Regions from separate parts of the Oryctolagus cuniculus genome. Here region 2 is linked to region 1. The links are chromatin contacts, called in public Micro-C maps. All regions are on one chromosome and are shown on one strand. The core of a region is the stretch at or near the end of the contact, and the rest is flanking DNA. Distances in the headings are between cores, read along the strand shown.

The links. A called contact is a pair of places that touch in the nucleus more often than the background predicts.
Region 2: a Micro-C map of ear pinna shows a contact between it and region 1, with 4 times the contacts expected there. The contact joins the promoter of CHSY1 here to the enhancer-like site in region 1. A contact is called at or near these places in 5 of 6 Hi-C or Micro-C datasets (ear pinna, embryonic fibroblasts, psoas muscle and 2 more).

What each region holds. Positions count from the first base shown.
Region 1 is chr12:10,326,234-10,333,336 of mOryCun1.1, forward strand. No RefSeq gene overlaps it. Among named protein-coding and RNA genes, the nearest start is that of CHSY1, 130 kb to the right of the region's middle. Within about 2 kb of position 3,753, at least 1 of the 8 cell types and tissues checked has an H3K27ac peak or open chromatin away from gene starts, as enhancers often do. A contact at or near this core is called in ear pinna, where this site is marked.
Region 2 is chr12:10,454,408-10,461,510 of mOryCun1.1, forward strand. It overlaps CHSY1 (chondroitin sulfate synthase 1), which reads right to left and starts at 3,005. Exons shown (of 3, transcript XM_070053316.1): 1 at 2,676-3,005. The coding sequence starts at 2,926. It overlaps LOC138844529 (a long non-coding RNA gene), which reads left to right and starts at 2,791. Exons shown (of 7, transcript XR_011380436.1): 1 at 2,791-2,929; 2 at 3,035-3,238; 3 at 3,338-3,464; 4 at 4,439-4,753; 5 at 4,991-5,473; 6 at 5,618-5,932; 7 at 6,830-7,103. It overlaps SELENOS (selenoprotein S), which reads right to left. Exons shown (of 7, transcript XM_070053318.1): 6 at 6,812-6,874; 7 at 6,541-6,587. The coding sequence ends at 6,583.

The DNA.
Region 1 (7,103 bases), core at 2,503-5,002:
CTGCCCAGCAGTGACACACGGGCTGTGCCCTCACGCCGGGCTCCACAGAGCTGTCCTGTGCAGACAGGAGCTTCTCAGAGGAAGGCCAGGGAGGAGAGGGCCTGCAGCAGGGAGTCTCACCCTACAGAAAGGTGGGCGGCCGCAACCAGCTTTGGAACCAGAAACGCCCACCCAGACAGGAGCCCCACACGTTTTACTGTGGACGGAGGCTGGAAAGTGGGAGCTGTGGTTGGACCCACGTGGGAGGTCCAGAAGAAGCTCCTGGCTCCTGGCTTCAGCCTGGGCCATCCATGGCTGTTGCAGCCATTTGGGAGGTGAACCTACAGATAGAAAATTTCTCTCTCTCTCTCTCTCTCTCTGTGAATTCAGCCTTTCAAATAAATAAATCTTTTTTTAAAAAAAAGAAATATACGCGTAGCATTCTTCATTCATACATACGGAGACAAAAATGCTGACCAAAACATTGCTGATAGTTCTCTCTGGCTGGTGAGCTCATCACTGATTTTTATCCTTTTTATTCTGGCTTGTCCTGGTTATTTCTTTGGTAATAAGAAGCAGATAAAGTGATCAAACTGTCCACTGTGATTAACTGGCTTCACTGTTGGAGCAGAGATGCAAAGGCTATGACTGCTCCACTTGGCAGCCGGAGCTCCCCAGCAGCCAGGCCCAAAAGGTGACCTTGGCCAGTGACCCCGTTCCGGGGCGGCACGGTCGGCTCCGTCTGGGTCGCACGGAGCACAGAGGGGACGCCGGGAAGGATGTCCACAGCAGCATAGCCGCAGGCGGCTCCACCGGCCGCCACGCATGGCCACAGCCCGGGCGAGTGTGGCCCCCCAGCGTCCTGGCTGGAGTTGGGCTCTGGAGCACCCGGAAGCTGACTGCCTCCTGCAGCCGAGTTTCTGGGCGAGGCAGAGACGGTGCTGGGCAGGGGCGGCTCCCACGCGGTGACAGCAGCCGCCTCTCAGCGTCGCACCTGCCTTGCGGCTGGAGCTCTGCCCACATCACTGTCGCTACAGAGAGGGGCCTTCTGGCTCCCTCCGGAACCCCCGTCTGTCTGCCGTCTACACAGCTCTGAGGGCCAGGGCCCGACTCAGAGCACCAGCTTCCGGCTGCCTCCCAACTAGGCTTTCTCAGCAGGCACTGGGCGGACCCTGCCACCTGGACTTCAGCTGTCCTCCAAGGCCCCCTGCGTAGCTGGCCCCGCAGGCTCTTCGGCTCTGCTTCCAAGGGCACGTGGTTCTACACGTGTTGCCCTGAGGCTGTCGGCCCAGCACGGGCCAGGCCGCCCTGGGCTGCTCCGGAGGGCGCCTGTCCCTGAACCACCAACGTGTGTCACTGTGCTCCTCCTGCACTGTCCGATTACTGCCACGCTAGGCCTGGGCAAGGTGGGTCCGCTGCAGCCAAGTCCACCACCTCGCAGCCACTCTGCTCCCCTTGGGGTCTCCGCATCTCGTCTGCAGCCCCCACTGCCCCCTGCTCTGGCTCTGGGAGCCTCAGCTCCCGCCTCCACACAATGGGAGGGTTCAATAGAGACAGGACGGCAGGGTCGCCCACAGCTGCATCCTTGGCCCTGTGTGCTGTAGCTGCTTGTCCCTGAGGCCTCAAGTCCCCAGATGTCACCAGCTTGGCGGCTCCATCGGCACTGGTGACCGAGCCGAGGCCTGGAGCGTGAGGGCCGCCACACAGCCAGGACCCTGTTTGGCTGGCTCCGGCTGAGCCTGCTGCCTGGGATCCTGGATCCGTCCTTCCTGGGTCCGGGCTCAGCCCCTTCTCCGGAGACCTGCATTCTCCTAGTCCAGAGGTTGAAGGGAGTCAGGATGGCACTGTTGGAGTGGAAACTCCAGGAGGCACTCTCTCCGTGTGCCCAGGCTGTCAGGGATGCCACCTGTCCTCCAGCGGCGTGGCCTCCACCCCGGTCTGCAGGGGAGGACAGAAGAGGGAGTGGAGAGGGGCAGGGTCCACAAGGGGCAGGGAGGAGCAGGAGGAATAGAATCCACGCCCCCCACCCCCACCTCTGAACTGGCTGCCCTGGGCTGCCTGAGCTGCGGCTGCAGAAGTGAAAGTACGGGCACTCGTTACCTGGGTTTTGTTTAGAAAAGAGGTTTCAGTGTGACCGGCACACACCAGGGCCGAGGCCCTCAATGCACAGCTGCTGCTCCTCAATGGAGCCCATGGGGAGACCCCAGCGGGGGAGACCCCCAGGGAGGCTCCTGAGAGGGGGCCCGGGGCCTGCCCGAGGGGGCCAGGGCTGCACCCCTGCCCACCACTGGTCCGCCCAGGCCCTGGACTCCTGGCTTCTGAGCTCCCCTCTCCTTCACTTGTGTCTTCAGGGGCAGAATTCAGAGAGCAGAGTGACACTGATCCTTTCCCCAGCTCCTCGGGCTGCCTGGCCCGGGGGGCCCCCTCCCCCGGGACCTCCACCTCCCCTGTCCCCTGCCGCTTGGGCTGATGAAGAATCGATGGCGTGTGCTCAGCAAACCACCTGCAGGCCAAGGGCCCTGAGACGCAGAGCCCCAGGGCCCTGAGCACAGGGAGAGTGGCCAGGGACAGGGGCCTCCGCTTGGCCCTCTCTAAAATAATTAACTAATTGATTTGAGAGGCAGAAGGAGAGAGAACCCTTTTCACTGGTTCACTCCTCAGACACCTGCAATGACTGGGGCTGGGCCAGGCCAAAGCCAGGATGTGGGTCTCCCACGTGGGTGCCTAAGACCCGAGCACTTGAGCCCCCACCACTGGCCCCCAGGGTGTGCACTAGCAGGAAGCAGGAGCCAGGAGCCCAGGGTGGGTCGGGGACCCAGGTATTCCCGCATGGTCACTAATGGTCTAACTGGTAGGACAAGCGCCCACCCCTGCTGGCCCTCTCGCCCCGCTGGAGGCTGCACAGAGGAGCAGAGCAAGAGCTGGAGGGGAGCCCAGGGCTGGCTCTGTGTGGCGGGGGTTTCCATCCTGCCTCTGCGGGTGGCCCTCGGGGAGACCTCGGGGAAGGCCCCGTTTCCTCCCTGACAGATGGGAAGACAGCACGGAGCCGACTTAGCGACAGTGTGCAATGGGGCGCGCAATGGGGACACAGCTCAATGGAGGGTCTCTGCCCCATAGTGAGTCCACCAGCGTGTGTGTGTGTGTGTTATTGCACACATTCATGTGTATATGTGTGTACATATGTGCAGTTAATATGCGCGTGTGTGTACATACACACGGGTGTGTGCCTGCATGCGTGTGTGCTTGTGGGGGCATGTGTGCTTGTGCGCAGATTAACATGTATGTGTGTGCACATATATGTGCTTTGTGGGGGCATATGTGCTTGAATGCAAACGTGTGTGTGTGTGTGTGCGCGCGCGTTAACGCACTCTCCTCCCAGACCTCCCAGGTCATCCCTGCCCTGGCATCCAGGTCAGGTCCTGGGGCTGAGAGAGGGGAGGATGGGCCCTGACCAGGCTGGGCTGTGGGAGTCAGCGAATGTCAGCCTCCTCCGTATGTGTCCTCTCCCGACAGCCAGCCCACCCCAGCCATCACTGGCACCCAATGATGATGGCCGGGCCCCTGGGGAGGTCAGAGGCAGGTGCCTGCGCTCATGGTGGCTAGCACCTAGGGGTGTGGCCAAAGAGACGTGCTGCTTGCCAAAATGTAGGCTCCCCTTGCCTTCCCTCCTCGGAGCCCAGGACACATGGCCGTGGGCCCCAGCCTGCCCAGCCCTCTCCCCTGGCCTCCGCCTCTGGGAGGCAGTACCCTTGCCCACAGCCAGGGGGCACCCTAGTCCGAGCGGCCCAGCCATGGCCCTGGCTGCTGTGCTCTGGCCCGGTCTGCTGGGGGCCAGGTCAGGCTGAGAAGCGCATGGCCCTGGACTCCTGGGCCGTCTGCAAAGAGCTTGTGGGCTTGATGAGTTTACTTTACCAAGTATCCCCAAGTAGGAGCCCCTCTGGGCAGGAAGGAGCCTTGTGGGCGCGTGTGGCCACTGGTAAATACAGACGCCCAGGAGGTGGCAGGCAGAGGCCCAGAGCAGCCCCGGCCTGCCTGGGAGCCAGCGGGGTGGGGGCGGGCTTGTTTCTCGGAACTTGCTGGTTGACATCTCACATTCCTTGTGTCATAGAAATGTCTTACGATGTAACTTGGCTTTTCCTCATATGCCACAGGCTTGTGAAGAATCTGTATGTGAGCATGTGCTCCCGTGTCTGTGTGTGCACGCCTGCAGACGCATGTGCACACGTGTGTTCGTGCACCCATGCTTTCAGCCCCCATGGTGAGGTGCAGGCCCAGGTAGGGCCCTGTGTCCCCTCTGTGGGGTCAGTGGCATGTCGGGAACAGGGGGACAAAAGCAAGGGGTATTGGGAAGTCCAGAGAAGCTTCTAGAACCACAAGGGTCTCCTGGCTGGGGCTCGCCACGCCTCACCCCGCTCTCAGCAAAACTCAAGACTTCTCAGTCCCCCACAGGCAGCAAGGGGTGTGCCCGCAGCTCATGGCTGCATGAGCCGCACAGACATGCACTGGCCCAGAGACAGCCTGCCCCTCGCAGGAATACGGCTGCCCCCCTCCTGGCCCCTCAACGGCAGCACCAGAGAGCGCTGGGCCCTGCGGGGACTCACGGGGGCTCTCTGGGGCCCCGTGCGGCTTGGCTCCAGCGCGCCGCTCTGCCTGGCTCCCCTTACTCCAGAACCACAAACTGACAGCCAAGAAACACAAGACCCAGAGCCACATGGACAGCGGGGAGCAGCCAGGCCCAGGCAGGCGGGAGGCTGCGCTAAACCAAGTGACCCTGGAGCTCCGGTTAACCCTGAACTTGCCTCGTTAGCCCTGGCAGAGGTGCGAGAGCCTCACTCTTGGGCCTGTGAGAGACACACCCAGGGCCGTTAGGGAGAGGAGGAACCCGAGGGGGCCGGCAAGGCTACCTGTGTGGCCGGCCAGTGGCTGGAGCCCTGGCGTGGAGATGGCAGCCAGGAGACAGATGTCTCCATAAAGGAGCCCAACAGAACCTCCCCCCGCTTCGGCCCTCCCATCCAGAGGTGGGGCCTGTGCCCCCTCCCCTTGAATCTCAGGATCTGTAACTTTCCTGTCGCCATAAGAGGAGGCAGAACTCACCCGAGGAGCCCGAGCCACTGGATATGGGACCACCATGTTGTGAGGGAGCCCAGGCCACAGGCAGAGGCCATGCATGAATGTTCTGGCTGCCGGCCCCACTGAGGTCCCAGCCGGCCGCCGGCCCGGGGGAAGCAAGAGCAAAAGACATCTCCAGATGACTCCAGCTGTGTGGTCCCCATCGGCCATGGACTCTGCAGCCGGGGCCTCAGACACCGGGGTGGAGGGGAGAGCACCCCGCTGGGCCCCGTCCCAATTCCAGCCCACAGGACCACGAGGGCGGGCAGGTGGCTGCTACACGCTGCCCCGTTTGGGATGCTTTGTTATGAAACAGCAACACGCACCAGCGGCCGGGGAAGAGATTCGGCCTACCGTGTCCCCCAACCTTCTCTCACGCCTGCAGCTGTGGCCAGGACCTGGGAGACCACGGGCCATTTGGAGGGCTGCCCCTCTGCAGCAGCAAGCCAGGCCCGGGGCTGTGGGCACGGCCTGTTGGCAGAGAGCTCACGGCGAGGCCCCACCGCCCTGGGCCTGCACACACACCAGGGTTTCCTCCCAGGCCCAGGGACTGGCTTCTTACCCTGGCCGAGCTCCGGGCTGGGTTCCAGGCCACGCTGAGTGTTTCTGGGCCTGATGGATGAAGGCGGGGAGGGGGCTCAAGAGTCAGGGGTTGCCATGGCAACCAAATCCTCCCCAGGACCAAATACAAACCCCAGCTGCTGCTATGGGTGGCGAACTTGGAGAGGAAACACACCTTGCTTTGGCCACTTGTTTCTGGCCTGGGCCACTGTGAAGGCCTCCTCTCCATCAGCCACTGGGACCCTGTGGGAGTGGACAGATGACCAGGAGTTTCCAGGAAAGGGGCAGGGACGGCAGGCAGGTCCTGGCTGTGCAGAGGAGACTGGACAAGGGGCCGGGCGGCCTGGATGAGGCTCAGAGCTCTGGCGTCCCCAGTGGCCAGCAGCTGCCTTCATTGGCCACCAGACGAGCCGTGTCCGGGCCCGAGGCCCTGGGAGGCTGTCCCGCAGAGGCCTTTGTTCTGCTGAGTCACAGGCCGGGGAACTGAGGGCAGGAGAAAGGCCCCAAGGTGTGGGTTTGGCCGCCCAGAATGTGGAGCCAGAAATGACCTTGACCTTCTCCCATCCCCACTGTGCACACGGGAAACAGAGGCCCAGAGAAGCCGCCAGCCCAAAATGTGTCGTTGCCACGGACAACCTGGCCACAGCGCTGGCCAGCCTGGGAAAAAGTTGTTCATCGTGGTGGGGGTGGGGGTGGAGGAGGTGTTTGTTTTGTTCTGATTCTTAAAAAGCCTGAACCAAATCTGCTTTTTAAAATGCTGCTCCAGGACTTGGCGCTACTTGCGGAGGGCCTGAGAGGGCAGAGGCAGGCGGAGAGGCGGGGCCGCACATCCCAGCCAAGACCCTCGGCTCTGCCTCGCTCCTGGTGGACCGTGCTGTTCCTGTTCAGTCCGTGCCTGAGGCCAAAGGGTCAGGCCAGGGTCTGTGGCCACTTCTTTTTCCTGTTTTATTTTTTAAAGATATATTTATGTTTTTATTTGAAAGACAGTTAGAGGGAGAAAGGGAGAGAGAGACAGACAGACAGACAGACAGACGGATGGAGAGAGGTATCTTCTGTCTGCTGGTTCACTCCCTAAATGATTGCAACAGCTAAGCCTGGGCCGGGTGAAGCCAGGAGCCAGGAACTCCATCCTGGTCTCCCACTGGGTGGCGGGGCCACTGCTTTCCCAGGCGCATTAACAAGGAGCTGGATTAGAAGGAGCAGTTGGGACTCGAACCGGCATGCATACGGGATGCGGGCGTCGCAGGCAGCAGCCTAGCCCCAGTTTCTGTCGTTTCATTCTGTGGGCAGCTTCCACGGAGGACTGAAAGGTACAGGCATCTGGAGGTCATCTCTCGTCGTCACACAAGTTCAGTTGTCACATCTTGGCGACACCGATCCCACCCTGTGACGCAGCTGCAGGCTTGGTTGAGATCTGAGATGGCTGTGACAGAATGGGTGCCACTGCCACAGGA
Region 2 (7,103 bases), core at 1,755-4,254, 130 kb after region 1:
CCAGCGACTGGGTAACACGCACACCCCACTCGCAGGACACAGGCAGGCAAGCAAGAAGTCTCCCCCGGGTCTCCCCCGGCGTCGCGCAGCTCTGCCCCAGGGTTCTCCGTGGCTCTACTTGGCAGTGGGCACCCCCCTTCCGTCCACAGGCGCGCCTCCCACAGGGTCACTGAGAAGCTGATAAGCAAAAAGCTCTCACTGGACTAACTTACACGCGGGCTCGGGCTTTGCGCGGGTAGAGGTGGGCATTTTGGAGCAGCCACTAACCCCACCGCCACCCCGGCCACAGGCGCGTGCTGCGCGTCTTGCACAACCCTAGGAGCACGCAGGCGGTCTCAAGAAGACCGGAGAGATGCTGTCTTGCAGGTCAGCGTGAGGGGCGCACCCAAGGGGCCACCCTCGTCCACCCCACCCCCGAGCCCGTGCTCCCGGCTGCCACGCGCTCGCCACGCCCCGTCCCGCCCAGGGGGCACCCCGATCCCCCAGGAAGCCCCGGCACGCGGGGACGCTGCGCGCAGGAGGCGGTGCCCGCCTAGTGGGGCTCACCTGTATGCGGCCACGGCGCGGGTCTGCAGGTACTTCTGCGCGGTCATGACTCCCACGAAGAGAAAGTTCCTGTCGCGCGGACCGCCCTCCGGGGCCGAGCCGTGCGGCCAGAGCTGCGCCCCGCGCGCATCGCCGCGCGCCCCGCCGGCCTGGGACGCCGCCGCCTGCCCGGGCCGGCAGCCCTCGGGGCTGGCGCGGCGCCGCGGGCCCGCTCGCTTCAGCTCGGAGGCGCGCGGCAGGACGAGTCGCGAGGCCAGCACGAAGCCCACCACGAGCCCGAGCAGCACGCTGAGCCAGGCGCGCCGGCCGCGCGCGGCCATGCCCGCACCGCTCCGCCCGCCGGGCCGCCGCCGCCGCAGGCTCCGCGCGCCCTCAGCCCGCCGCCCCCGGCCGCGGAGGCCAGCCCGCCCTAGCGCCGCGAGGCCCGGCCCGGGCAGCGCCGCGGCCGCCGCGGGCCCGCCGCGCCCATCGCGGCCCCCGAGCCGCCCGCAGGCCCCGCGCCGGCGCTTTGTTCCGCACGCCCGCCCCCGCCGCCGCGGCCTGCGCCTTTAAGAGCGGACCATGCCCGGCGCGCGCTGGCGGCGGCTCGGGCGCGACGCGGCGGCGGCGGCGGCGGCGGCGGCGGCGGCTCCTCCCGCTCGCGCGCGGGGGCGCGGGGCCAGCGCGATGGCGACGGCTGTGGCAGCCGGGCCCGGACCCCTGTCCCGCCCCGCTCGCGGCCCGCGGCTGGCTCGGCTCGGCTCGCGCTGCGCCCGCCCCCGTCCTCTGCGTGGCCGGCGCCGCCGCTGCTCATCCTCCGGCTTAGCTCGCCATGGCCACAGGAGCCCCTCACGTCACGCACCGCGCGTTATGAAGCGGCCGGCGGCGGCGGCGGGCCGTGGCCCCTCTCGGGATCCGTCCGCGCCGCGCGATTGGCGCAAAAGTGAATGGGGGGCGGCTCACGTGGCCAAAGTTTGACCCAAAAAAAAAAAAAAATCCCCGCGCGCCCCGCCCACCGAGCGGCCGGGCGGAGGGGGCGCGAGGCCGCGTCGCGAGGGGCGTCCGCGGCCGGCGAGCGAGCGCCCTGGGTGCCCGCGGCCCCGACCCCGCGGTCGCGTCCCGGCCGCCTGCGCGAGGCGCGCCCCCGAGGACGCGCAGGGCCCGGAGCGCGCGCCGCGGCGCACGGGCGGGAGCGTGGTCCGCAGAGGGGGCTTCCTGGGCACCGGACGGTCCACGGAGCGCACGTTGCCCCGGCCGGGGCTGTCCTCAGATAAACCCCGCCGCCACGCCCTCGCCTGCCGCCGGGCCGACCTCCCGGCTCGGGCGCCGCGCTCCGTCCACACTGCAGCTTTGTTCCCGCCGGGCGGCCGAGCAGGCCGCCGCCTCTGGAGCTCCGGAGCGGCCCCAGGGCGGAGAGCGAGCCGGTGCACGCGGTGTGGAGCGCGGTCCGTGCGAGCAGGCGGCCGGCCGGAGGCCATCTGGAAAAAGGCCATGCCGGGGGCTACAGACAGTACAGACAGGGTTGGGATTCCGGCTTCTAGAAACTCGGCGAGGGCAGTGGAAGCTGAGAGGGGTGCATAGGGCCCGGGCGCGTGTGTAATCAGGGGGGCTTGCTACTTAGTAGCCTAAGGAAACTTGGAGAGCAGGATAGTGCCCCGCGCCGGGCAGACGAACCCAAGTTCGGGGGTGGAGAGCAGGCGTGGGTATCCCTGTCCGTGTGGCCCCGTGCTGCGCCCTTTACACACTTGACCGAGCTGTGGGAGATGGCGATGCCTTCCCGGCCACTCAGGGGTGGTCATCTTGTTCATTCTTGGGGCAATACTGCTCTCTTGGACATTTGTGACTTGCATCAAAAAATAGTCCATTACTCACCTTCCCACAGACGCCCTAAGAGGTGACCCACGTCTAAAAATAAAATACTCATTATGCAGTGAGTATAGGATCGCAGCAGTGGTCTTGGGAAAAATACAGAACATACAACCGTGAATTACAGGCTGGGAAACCGTTGGAGGAGGTCTCCAGTGGGAGCAGAGACCGCAAACGCCCAGAGCCGCCACCAGATGCCCCCGCTCAGCGACAGCCCCCCGGTTCACGGTGGTTTACAGAAAGCGCCCGGCCTGCTGGCGAGATGCAGCTTTCAGTTTCGTTACCTCCTGGGCGGCTTTGCTGTTTCCCAACCTGCTCTACACGCGTCTCCATTCTCTCTGCAGACCCCACCGGGAAGGGTGCAGGGGTGACGGGGACATGGCAGATGCCAAAGGCTTTGTCCTGATTCCTCGTGGCCGTCCCTCGGCTCCTGGGCGCAGGCTCCGTGGGGTTTTCTCTCCCGGTGTGGAAGGGTAAGCTTTTCGCCATCGCGGCTGAGCCTGACGGAGCCCCCAGGAGCAGCAGAGGAACCCATAAGGCAAGTCCTTGCAGGAAGAGCAGGCGTGGGTCAGGCTGCTTCCTGGTGGCTGGGAGAGAAGCCCTGCCCAGAGCAGCTGGTGGCTGAGCCAAAGCGGTTCCCTAGGGGACAGATCCAGATTGTTCCACGAGGGACCTGGGTCAGGAGACAGCCGGAGCAAATCCAGGGCACCAGAGACTTCCGTGGCAGTAACCCCAGGATGGCTTCGCCTCCAGAGACAGCCCGAGCTGCCAGGACCTGCAGGCCTCCTGACGCCCACCCCCAGTGCACCCACAGCCCCCTCCGTCCCTCCCTCCTTCATTTGTAAAGGTGAGGAGGAGGCGGGCTGGTTAGACTGTGGGCGCCGCACCGAGGTAAACTGAGGACTTCGGTGACTGGTGACGCTGGGGTCTTGACTGGCTGCACCAGAAACCTCTGCCACTGCCCATCTTCCTCGTGGTGTTAAGCAGCATCGTGGCTGGAAGGGGAACCAGACCAGAGCTGTGCCGGGCAGACTCCTGGCGACACACACCTCGGCCGTGCTGCGGGGCTCCAGGTCTGTGCCCTCCTGTCGGTAAACCAGATCCTGGCCCGGGCTCCTCCCTGGTGACTCCAGACTATTTAGAAATTCACTCAAAACTGCCAGAGCCACCATCTGACTTCCTCTCTCTTTTCCTGTGTGGGTCCCAAGGACACATAATTAAAACCCATCTCTACCCACTTTCTGAACATTTCCTCACGACTGCAACTTTGTCCCTACACAAGTTACTGGTTTTTTTCTTTTTTTTTTTTCTTTCCTGTTGGAGATTCACTGAGTGCCATTTACAGATATAGCATTTTGGATAATTCGCAGCGATTTCTTGGAAAGCCCTGCTAAAACCTCAATTGTTTGTGGGCAGCATGCCTCCAACGGCTGGCAGAATTTCCTGGAATCGCGCCCCAAACAGGGGTCCCTGGAAAAATGGGAATAGTTTTCTAAAACCATTCAGCGACGCCTCTTTTTTTTTTTTTTAAGATTTATTTAATTACTTGAAAGAGTTACAGAGAAAGAAAGAAGCAGAGAAAGAGAGAGAGAGAGAGAGAGAGAGGTCTTCCATTCGCTGGTTCACTCTGCAATTGGCCACAACGGCCAGAGTTGCGCCAATCTGACGCCAGGAGCCAGGAGCTTCTTCCGGGTCTCCCATGTGGGTACAGGGGCCCAAGGACTTGGGCCATCTTCTGCTGCTTTCCCAGGCCATAGCAGAGAGCTGGATCAGAAGTGGAGCAGCCGGGACTCAAACTGGCGCCCATATGGGATGCTGGCTCTGCAGGCGGTGGCTTTTACCTGCTACACCACAGTGCCGGCCCTGTCAGTGTCACCTCTTTTGAGAAAGTTATAACGACTCCTTCTTTCGGAAGCTTTTGTCCACTGCCTGCTAACACCATCTCTGGCGAGCCCTTCCTAATCCTACCCCTGACCACTAGAAAACTGACCATAAGGGCCTCGCTGACCTCCCGATTTTGCTCAGTTCTGTTTTTTTCTCTTTGCAGCATTTCCTGTGGTCAGACGCCAGGAAGGGCAAGTGACCGTGGCTTTCGGACATGCGTGGGCTTGGCACTGCTTATGCTTATTCTGTCCACTGAAGCTGTGCGTGTGTGGGGGGGTGTGTATGAGAGGGACAGAGACAAAGGGGAGAGGACACTGAGCACGAGTCTGGGTGCTGGCCGGATGGGGTGTCATTTTTCCAGAAACCCTTGGCTGCCTCGGGCGCAGGCACTCTGGGGAAGCAGCCCGAGTGGTGTTGGGAGGTGACCACCGCAGAGATCAAGGTCAAGCTTGCGTCTGAGGTCAGCCCGGACCCTAGGGTAAGCAGGGAAGCTGGCTTTTCCCATCCGTGGTGGGGAAACTGTTCATGCTTGAAGCAGTCAGCGCGAAGCCCAGCTTGCAGCCCCAGGAGCCAACCCTGCTTGGCATCAGAGCCCGGTGCTGGTCAGCTGGCTGGCAGCCGGCCCCCTGAGGGCTCGCCACAGCTGGGGACCGCGCCGGGCGCCTTGGGAGGCCCGCCAGGTGTGTGGCTCAAATGCCCTTTGCGTTTGCTCCAGGTCCAATGTAGTGAGAAATGGCTCGGGGGACACATTCGGGCTCCAAGAGGTTTAAGCTCCTGAGGGAGGCAGCAGAAATTCAGACCGATGCTGCCTCCCCGACCTCCGACGACGTGGGGACGGGAACAGTTCACACCTCGACAGCCGCAGCCGGATGCGCCCACTTCAGCCGCGGCTCACGCGCTCTCAGAAGGCTGTCACTGGGCAAGCCTCGTCCCGCGGGACAGCTTCCCCAGTGACGTCAACTGCAAGTGCGTGTCCCGCGTACCCAGCAGCCCCGCTTCTGAGCATTTGCCTTCTGAGCACGGCTGTCGTCTGCTGTGCCGTGTGTGGCAGTGCACAGTTAGCCCAAGTGTGCGCGGATAGGAGGATGGCGCAGTAAACAAGGGTGCAGCCGTCCGAGAATGAACCTCGGAGCAGCCGCAAAGCGGAGCCAGGAGGCTCTCGGCGCTGGAGTGGAAAGGGCACAGCAGACACGGCATGGTGAGGATGTGCCACAACCTACAGGGGCTGCCCAGGGAGTGGGCAGGATCCAAGGGAGGACGGAGTGGGGCTCCCCACCGCCCCAGCACTTGCAAGGATCCGACTTCTTTTTTTTGTTTGTTTTGTTTTGTTTTGTTTTGACAGGCAGAGTGGACAGTGAGAGAGAGAGAGAGAGAGAGACAGAGAGAAAGGTCTTCCTTTGCCGTTGGTTCACCAGCAGCCGGTGCATCGCGCTGATCTGAAGGTGCTTCTCCTGGTCTCCCACATGGGTGCAGGACCCAAGGACCTGGGCCATCCTCCACTGCACACCTGGGCCACAGCAGAGAGTTGGCCTGGAAGAGGGGCAACTGGGACAGAATCCGGCGCCCCAACAGGGACTAGAACCCGGTGTGCCGGTGCCACAGGCAGAGGATCAGCCTATTGAGCCACGGCGCCGGCCAGGATCTGACTTCTTATTAGGTACTTGCAGGGCCAAACGGCAGGCTTTTCCTCACATGGGAGTATCAGTGAGCAGAACACAAGGTCCCTGGGTCCTCCCACAGCTTAGCCCACTGCTCTTGGACAAACGTGGGCCCAGGGTCCATGGGTCAGAACCCAAGCCCAAAGTGCCTCTGTTCCTCTTTGCTTTGATTTAATTCTGTTCATCTGAAAGGCACGCACACACACAATTTTCCATCTGCAAGTTCACTCCCCGAATGCCCACAACAGCTGGGCTGGGCCTGTCCAAAGCCAGGAGCCTGGAACTCCATCCGGGTCTCTCCCAGGAGCGGCAGGGAACTCAGCACTCGAGCCATCCCTGCTGCCTCCCAGAGTGCACGTTAATGGGAAGCCGGAATTAAAGCAGAGCCTGCACTTGAACCCTGGCATTGGATATGGGCATCTGAACCACGGAGCCAGACGCCCGCTCCCGCCCCACTTGCTACGCACGAATCCCCAGCACTTTTTCTTTCCCATTTTGTCTCTCTCACCTTAGCGGCTGCTGATGGGGATCTGGGAGAGGCAACTGGCCAGGGCTCTGGGTACCACAACCCACCCCGTGCGTGTTCTGCCAGCGTGGGCCGTCATGATCTCTTCCTCCAGTGATGTTTATTCTTGGGCTATGTCATCCTTTACCCTTAAACACACAAAAGGGAGAATCTGTCCAGGTTTTCTCAGCTGCTTGCCGGGCGCCTTGACTGCTGCACAGGGCTGCCGCGGGCTGGGCTAGAACTTTGTGACAATGGCGCCCTCTCGAGGTTGTAGCCAGTCCCCTTTCAGTGAGAACTTCATGGACTCAGAGAACAAGGATGGTCAGACATCTTATTTTCTGATCGACCGTAGCCTATTTCTAATTTTTACCCATTCCGGCATTTCCAGAGGTGACATCCTGGTCCCGGACGTGTGGTTCGCTGGCTGCTGGCTCTGTAAGACGAGAGGAGTTGATGTGAAAAACGTCTATTTAGCATCTGCCTCTTGCCTCACGAAACTAAGGGAGAAATTCTGGGCGAGGTGGGGCTGGCGTCTGCAGGTTAGGGAGGTGCCCCCAGGTGGGCTAGGGAGCCACGGGTCTCTGCTTTCACGTGGGAGATGGGCCACTGGACCCAGAACACCAGCACTGTGAGGTTGTCTGGGGTCCTTCGAGCTGCGCGAG